Linked DNA regions of Hordeum vulgare: region 1 is linked to region 2. Evidence: chromatin contacts called from public Hi-C data. All regions are on one chromosome and are shown on one strand. Each heading gives the region's core, a stretch centred on a gene start, on an enhancer-like site or on the middle of the called end of the contact. The rest is flanking DNA. Distances are from core to core; before and after follow the strand shown. Region 1 has its middle 10 kb from the start of LOC123397558. Region 2 has its middle 250 kb from the start of LOC123427000.

Evidence for each region. A called contact is a pair of places that touch in the nucleus more often than the background predicts.
Region 1: a Hi-C map of seedling shows a contact between it and region 2, with 3 times the contacts expected there. The contact joins two enhancer-like sites. A contact is called at or near these places in 3 of 6 Hi-C or Micro-C datasets (leaf and seedling).

What each region holds. Positions count from the first base shown.
Region 1 is chr1H:129,861,547-129,865,327 of MorexV3_pseudomolecules_assembly, forward strand. No RefSeq gene overlaps it. Among protein-coding and RNA genes, the nearest start is that of LOC123397558, 10 kb to the right of the region's middle. Within about 2 kb of position 1,480, at least 3 of the 3 cell types and tissues checked have open chromatin away from gene starts, as enhancers often do. A contact at or near this core is called in leaf and seedling, where this site is marked.
Region 2 is chr1H:129,342,355-129,346,323 of MorexV3_pseudomolecules_assembly, forward strand. No RefSeq gene overlaps it. Among protein-coding and RNA genes, the nearest start is that of LOC123427000, 250 kb to the right of the region's middle. Within about 2 kb of position 1,292, at least 3 of the 3 cell types and tissues checked have open chromatin away from gene starts, as enhancers often do. A contact at or near this core is called in leaf and seedling, where this site is marked.

The DNA of each region.
Region 1 (3,781 bases), core at 230-2,729, 520 kb after region 2:
GTATATATCATCTGCAAGATAGTATCCCTTTGTGTATTCATGCCCATAGATAGTGTAGTTGCAAGCAGAAGCATCACCACTAGCAAGCCTAGCAAACAAATGAGACCGTTGTAACACATTGATATCATTGAGAGTACCCGGCATACCAAAAAAGCAATGCCAAATCCATAAATCCTCGGATGCTACGGCCTCTAGCAGAATTGTTGCATCATGAGACTTGCCACAATACATTTGCTGCCATGTCTTCGGGCAATTTTTTCAAGTCCAATGCAGACAATCTATGCTTCCTAGCATGCCAGACCAACCTCTTCTATAATTAGATGCCATCAATTTTTTGTGTCTTCCTCGTTCGGTGCCCGAAGATATTCAGGACCAAAGACACGGATGATCACTTTGGCAAACCTACGCACTGACTCAATTATAGTATCTTCACCAATGCGAAGGTACTCATCGGCATAGTCAGCCGGAATGCTGTATGCAATTACCCGCATAACTGCGAGATTTTTTGGTATGCGCTAAATCTCTTCAAGCCCGCGATATTTCTTCTTTGAGTAAAATACCGACAATTGCCCTCGCAAACTTGAACAATTTTCACAAAGAGGGATCGGCGCATACATTACCTTCTCCGGAAAAGGTGTGGCGCATATGTTGCATTGTCGCGAAATAGTCTTGCATCAACATCTCGTTCCCGAGATGGCGATTTCGAGAGATGCAAAGACGGTCGATGGTCGATCCTCGCCGTCTCTTTTGGTTCTCGTCTTCCTGGTCCTTCACGGCAAGGGTCATCACCAACGTATGCTGGCGAAAGTGAGAAGCATTGTCTCAACATCCGAGTCGTCTGAATCGGATGAATCGTCGAGCAAAAACTTCTCGCACGGGCTCAATTCCATCTCCGGAGGTGGCTCTTCAGGCGCGGTGGATTGGCGGACTCGGAGAGCCGGTGCAGTGGCTCGGTGGGAGAGGCAGGGGCACCCACGCGATGCGATTCCGCCCGCAGATTTGGCCGGAACCGCCGGCGGTGTACGGGCGAAACCAATGACGGAAGACGGCGGAAGGGGGTGGGGAAAGGGCGCGGGCTCAAATGTCCCTCCCATCAACCGCTTTCCTGAGATACGGGGCACCGTAGGGGCGAGGCGAAAACCTGTGTTTTCGTGAGTCGGGGATGGGATTTTTCCGCGCACCTCCAAATATTTTACGGGTCAGACGCGTTTACAGAGTTTGATTGAACAACATTTTCTACATCGATCCATATTTTAACGGTTATTATGTGAGTCGCGTCTTTATATAGGTCTGCTAGAGATGCTCTTGGTACCTTCGTAGGTTGATTTGAGTCTTACTAGTTCGGAAATCCTACGATTATTATACTTGTGCCAATATTTTGGGAGATGGAGACATGCTTGGCCCAGATCAATGCCAAAGCAAAATGGCACCGGGAAAGGGAGTCGGCGTCCACACGAATGCAAGCCAGCCATTCATTAGCTGGACACTTCTTTGGATTACACACATGTCCTTTTCGCAGCAATCGCTTTTTTGTCTCCGCCCACTCGTGCGTCCATCCAGCTTAAAATGGTTTCGTATTTGTACGGTAACTCTTCCGGTATTGGAAATGAATTGTTAGTCTTCACCCTTCAAACAACGACACAGAAAGGAAGTTTCTCAGCGTGAACGTGCCTGTATTTTTTTTTTTTTGTTCTTTTGAGAAACCTGTATTTTGTAGAATTGCTGCTGTGTCCCCTCGCCGGCCTGTGTTCGACCCCTCATCAGTTGAATTCGGCGACCCCTCAAAAGAAAAAGAAAAACAGTTGAATTCAGCGTCTCACATTTCTCTCTTAATAAAATATAATCCCATGACTTGGCGAAATGACTTCGAATGAGATTTTGAACGAGATTGAGTTTGGAACGAGATCACCGTTTGACTCAGCATCTACGGCTACTCGTCAATGACTTTACAAAATGAAGGTTCTGTTCGAATTTGACGGTAAAAGACGGTGTACATGACTGGCCATTGCAGAAAGGTCATTGCTTGTGCGATGATGTTGGTCTCTTAGGAAATATGAAAGAAATCAAATGTTAGGATTTTCCGAAGCACTATGGCCCGGACCGCAATCGTTGTCATGAGAATCAAAGAGGAAGCCCATCTGTGGGATTTGGTTGGGCCAGCCACTTGAGCATCCTGATGTCGCGTGAGTAGACTTTCTTTGTTCATCTCGGTGTTTTGCGACGTTTGTCTAAATCTTCTTTTTAGTTAATAAAAATGGTAAATCTCTTGCTTTGTTTCAAAAAAAAAATCATGGGGCTCCTTCTCTGCTGATCTAGCTTTTAGAACTACAGTAAATTAGTGTTTGACTTTTGAGAGGTGAAAGTAGCTTATGTCAACTTATGTCAGGATTACAATTGTTCCTAATTACATGAACTTATACTAGGGATGGAGAGAGGCGTCCGAACCGCCCTGCTTTCAAGTAAAAAAAAATCAAATTAGTTATAATTCTTTCATCCAGATTTAGCTTAGTTTATACTAACATCATGCTTTTACGGGCTTATGCGGGATGTGTGCTTGTATTCCTAAGTTAACCTCATTTGGTTTCATAAGAAAGGAATTTTGTGTAAATAAAAAATCATTGAAAATGAAATGACATACATTTCAAATCATATATAAAAAGAGGCGTCATTTCATTTCTAGGATAGGATTTGTTTTATTGGATCTAGACTATTGTTTTTTCTTCTTTGAAATACACAGGATTGGTTCCTATATGATTCTATTTCTACAAACTAAAAAGCTTCAAAGGAAATTTCCTATAGAGTTTTCTATCCTTGGGAATTCCAATAAAATTCATGTAAACCAAAGGAGGTCTTAGTGTACTATTTATTTTCACATACATTATGTTTCTTTTGCAGGAAACATACATTAAGTTCGTGCATGTATGAAACACAAACATTAGTGTTTTCTGTGGTATCAATAAGGTGGGTAAACTTATGTATGTAATACAATATGATATGCCAAAAAAAAAGCTTGAAGCTATACGAAAAATAGTATATTCTCGGTTCGGTCTGCCTACGTTGTGGAGTGGGATCATCAGTATGGAAGTAAATTAAGATATAATAATGAAATGGGACGAACCACAACAAACCCTTTTTGGAGTAATATATGAAAATTATCTTGTCCAACAAAAGTTAAAATATTTTGATGGCGTATGCTTCATGGCACACTTCCTTGCCATGTTACGCTTGCAAATAGACATATGAAGATCTCGCCCATTTGTCCTGTTTGTTCAAAGGGCCTAGAAGACACGAAGCACATGCCCTTCCTTTGTATGAAAGCCAAGGAGGTTTGGAAAAGATTAGGGATGGTTAATATCATTGATAAAGCGTGCAAGATTGATCGTGCCGGAGAAGAGGTGCTCGCATACCTGCTACTCCTGCCAAATCAAGAACTGAGTATTTTGGGTCATAATAATGTGTGTGAAATTATAGCTATCGCAGCAATGATATCTATGGTGGGAAAGACGAAATATGGTGTATAAGGAGACTGCACAAAATGCATAGCAAATTTCAATGGGGGATTCTAGCCATTACTTCAAATTACGTTAATGCTCCATCCACAAAGGCTTCTATGAAAAAGGGGGGTTGATCATGCCCCCCGGGAGTTTTGTTAAATTTAATATGGACGCTTCTTTTGACCACGACCTTCTTAGGGGCACAATGGGGCGATTCTAAGATATGACAAAGGCAGGTTCATCGCTGGAGGAAATGGGAAGATAGACTATTACGCGGATGTTTTAAT
Region 2 (3,969 bases), core at 42-2,541:
AAAGGCCATGTGAGCGTCTCCAAGAAAGGAAACAACACAAGTGAGTCTCCCCGCTACTATCATCGACAAACCAAGTACGGATTTCACCCTTCTCTAATTCTGAGCAATCTCATGGTCGTTTGATCGGGAGTCAAAGATTAGGAAGTAAAGTAGTTGGTCGGAACCGCCACCTAGGAGGGGTGGGCTCTACACTTGCGATCGGGTACAGGCTTTGGGACTGTTACAATGTGAGACGTGGAGGTGGGCACGGTCGGGGAGGTGGCGGGGCAGATAGAGTCGGCGCATAGAAAGCAACAACGATCGATGATGCCAACGACCTAGGAACTCAAGGGGACGTAGGGGGCAGAGCTACTAAGATACCGACAACCCGAGGAAGCTTGAAAAGATGTAGCTACTTGATCGTCAAGGACGAAACCACACCGAGAGAGGAGGCCCACAAAACCGTGGACACTGGACGGTGTAGGTTTAGGGTCGTCCGGGTGGAAGCAACGTCGGCAAAGGGATCATTGCAAGGCTTCACGCACCCGCCACACCATCGTTAAGGACGAAGGCAGTCGTCGCTAGGAAAACGGTTGTCAAAGACGAAGAGGCTCGCCTACAAGGAGGCAGGCCCACAAGCATCAACAAGCATGACTCTAGCCTGGCCACAACGGCTACATCCACAACCCCGGCTAGGAGCATAACACCAACAAGATCGGGTTGTGTCATTGGGGAGGAAACTACAAGGGAGCAGCAGCCGCAAAACATATCGACTGTCAAGGGGAGAAGCGGTTAGAGAGGACCTCGAGAGGTCGCACAAAGAGTGGATCTAGGAGAGGGTGTAGCATCGCGGGACAAACATGTAACGTACACACACATCATACCCATATGAACACCTTTAAAAAACTGAGTTATCATATCATCTTAAGATTTATAAACACCGTAGTTGACTCGTCATCAACGAAAAATCTTCTTCCAGTAAATGGGCATCGCCCGAAATCTTAAAATAATTTCAGAAATAATGCAAACACACCAACACAACCTTAATTAGGCCGTCAATCATATTAGCATATGGTACCTGCAGTGCTAGCCTAGCCTAGGCGCGCGTCCACTATGAACGATCAAACCATGCATGTGTGGTGTTTGTGACCAGCAGATTGTTCTGGTTACTGAATAAGTGTACTTGATCTTACGAACAGAATCAGATACCAAAGCGATGACACTCTAGCTAGCTAGCTAGCAGTTATACCAAATGCCTTCCAGCCGTCCTATACCTACCGCCCTCTTTTGCACAACCGTGTCTCGTTCTACACCGCTCCCTTGCCATGCCTGCCATACCTACCGTCTTTTGCGAGTTGCTGTTTCTTTGCCCCTTAACTCATCCGAGAATGGGGGGATCACATCACAGTTTGAGCTCATAGTCATAGGCAAGATGACCCGTGTTCAGGTATCGAACGCTACTACTAGTACTAACTCGGTTAATCAATAGCCTCCGTGCACCGGTGTCGGTGCGAGACACGCATGGTCACGCTCACACACCGACGGCCCTCAAAACGTACCACCAACACTTGCATTTGCACGAAATCGAGCTGTCGGTCGCCGCAAAATGCACCCAGATACTGCGCTTGATAACCTGATGATTGAGTTTTTAGCATCCCTTCCATTTTGACCGCGCATGCATATGGGTTCCTGAACCCTGCACGAGTCACAGAGCGGATCCAGTTGACCTTCTGACTATGGAAAGGTTTGTTTGCTTTGTCCTCTGGTAAACTTGGCTTGGAGCAAACACTATGGCAGGTGGCGCAGCTGTTGGCCATGAGTGGGCATGCAGTGGCCATAGCTGCACGGCACTGCAGCGCACGCGCAGCGCTGCGAGTAGAACAGTCGTCGTGGGTCGCCTTTGGCGGACGGGCTCACATGGCCTGCGCCGTTGCGTGGCACCGAAAGGCGCGCGCAGTTTTTTCTGTTGGGAAACTAAAAAGGACCTGTTTGCCAGAAAAGAAAATCTTGACATGCTGGGACGAGCAAGTGGGGCTTCTGGAAACTAAAGTTTCTCCCTCAAGCTTTCCTTTCCTCGCTCGCCACTCACCGGGATGGTGTCACGATTCACGTCTCGTAGCTGCACATGCTGCCCATCATCTAGCTAGTCGTCCACATCGATCTATCCTCCAAATTGGTGCAATTGAGCACAATGGACGGATTCGCCCAAAAAGTCGATGTTAAGGTAGGACCAGGCTCTGGCCCTCCCAGAGGAACTGTTCAATTAACCCGCGAAAAGAAGAAGACAAAACACTGTTCAATTTTTTAAAGATATATATAGTTCATGTCCATATAAACATATGCACAATTATCCTTATAAATCGTGCTCACACATATTTTTTTTGCGGGGAGTGTTCACACATATTTTATTCTTATGAATACCTACTACAGGCTGATTGTTGATTGTTGAAGAAAACGGTATGCATTATAAACTAAAAATGAAGCAAAACTTGAATTTTTGTGCATATGAATCAGGATATGATGCTCCTTTCAAGCCATGTAGTATCATTGCATACACCACAAGGAAAAAGAAAAAAAACATGTGCACTCATAAAACAAATTCAAATATCCATCCACTATATGATATAGTGGTAGATAGAGGGGAGACGAAACAACATTGTCACCCACGGACATAGGAAGTATTAATCTGTGCCTAACAAAGTGCTACACCTCTTCATAAATATTCAAAAAGTAGTGTAAAGAAAAGCTAACCTTGATTGATCAATGTGAGCTTGCACGTGTATTTGTCGAGTTCCTCCTCTTGCATACCTAGGCCTGCAAATTAGCCCAAGTGAGTTTGGTTTTCTTCTACACTGAAAAGCACCAAGGACAATAATGACTTTGGCCATGAAGATGAATAAAGGAAGATAAAATGTCACTAAAACTGAAAAAAGGGTAACATGTTGTCCTGGTATGCATTGCGCTGAGGATTCCCATTCTTTATAAATATTTTTCTAGCACGCTAGGAGTTATGCACAATCCATATCATGTTAGATAGAAGCACGTGAATTGATTGAAAATTCAGATTTTTTTAACCAAACCCGTAGAACAATCGTTCTACGGTAGAATAAAAGGTACATAAAACAAGTCTGCCAACTAAATACAAAAGTTTATCCTACTTCTGTTTTTTTGAAACCCTATGATAACATGATTCAAGGGAGGTTCTGGTCAATCCAGCTTGAAAGTTGTTCCTCGAATGTTCCTTTAATTCCGTGTCTAATCAATGATAAATCACACCTCAGAGAGAATGGCCAAGACCCAAGTGAGGCAACCTGAGCTTTGAAAATGATTCTGTTCGTTTGCATCCAAGTATTCCAACAACCCATGATAATAATTTCCATGGCAATGTTGTGGGGGAGAGCTTGGGCAGCGAGCAAAATTTCATCGTAGATCGAGATGCCTCAATTTTTGTGCCCTAGAATTGAATTCCAGTATGCCACCACAAAGTCAGAGTCCCAAAACAGGTGCATTGTTCTTTCTGTAGAATTAGAATGACAGAGAACACAACTATATAAGGGCACATAGAATATTTTCCTCTCAAGTGGATTCCTCGTATTAACTCTATCATGCAGCAACAACCAGAAGAAAATTTTATATCTAAGCATAGTAGCACTTCTCTAAATTTTCTTGAAGATGGGCGGAGCTAGCTCTCGACCAGATAATTCTTTGTACATCTTGATTCAAGAGATGTAAGAACCCCAAGGATATGTCCATTTATCAAAGTTGTGGGAGAGGTTGGTTTGTTGAACAATGCCTTGCAACTCTTGATAATGCTGGTGAGCCTGGACAGATAGGGGGTATGGAAATGTTGCACCATATCTGTATTCTGATAGAAAGCCAAGACCAATATGTTGTCATTGCTTGCAAAAGAGATAAGTTCTGGACATTTCTCCAATAGAGTACCATGACCCAAGTTATCCCACCAAAATGAGGTTGTATTTCCCTGGCCAA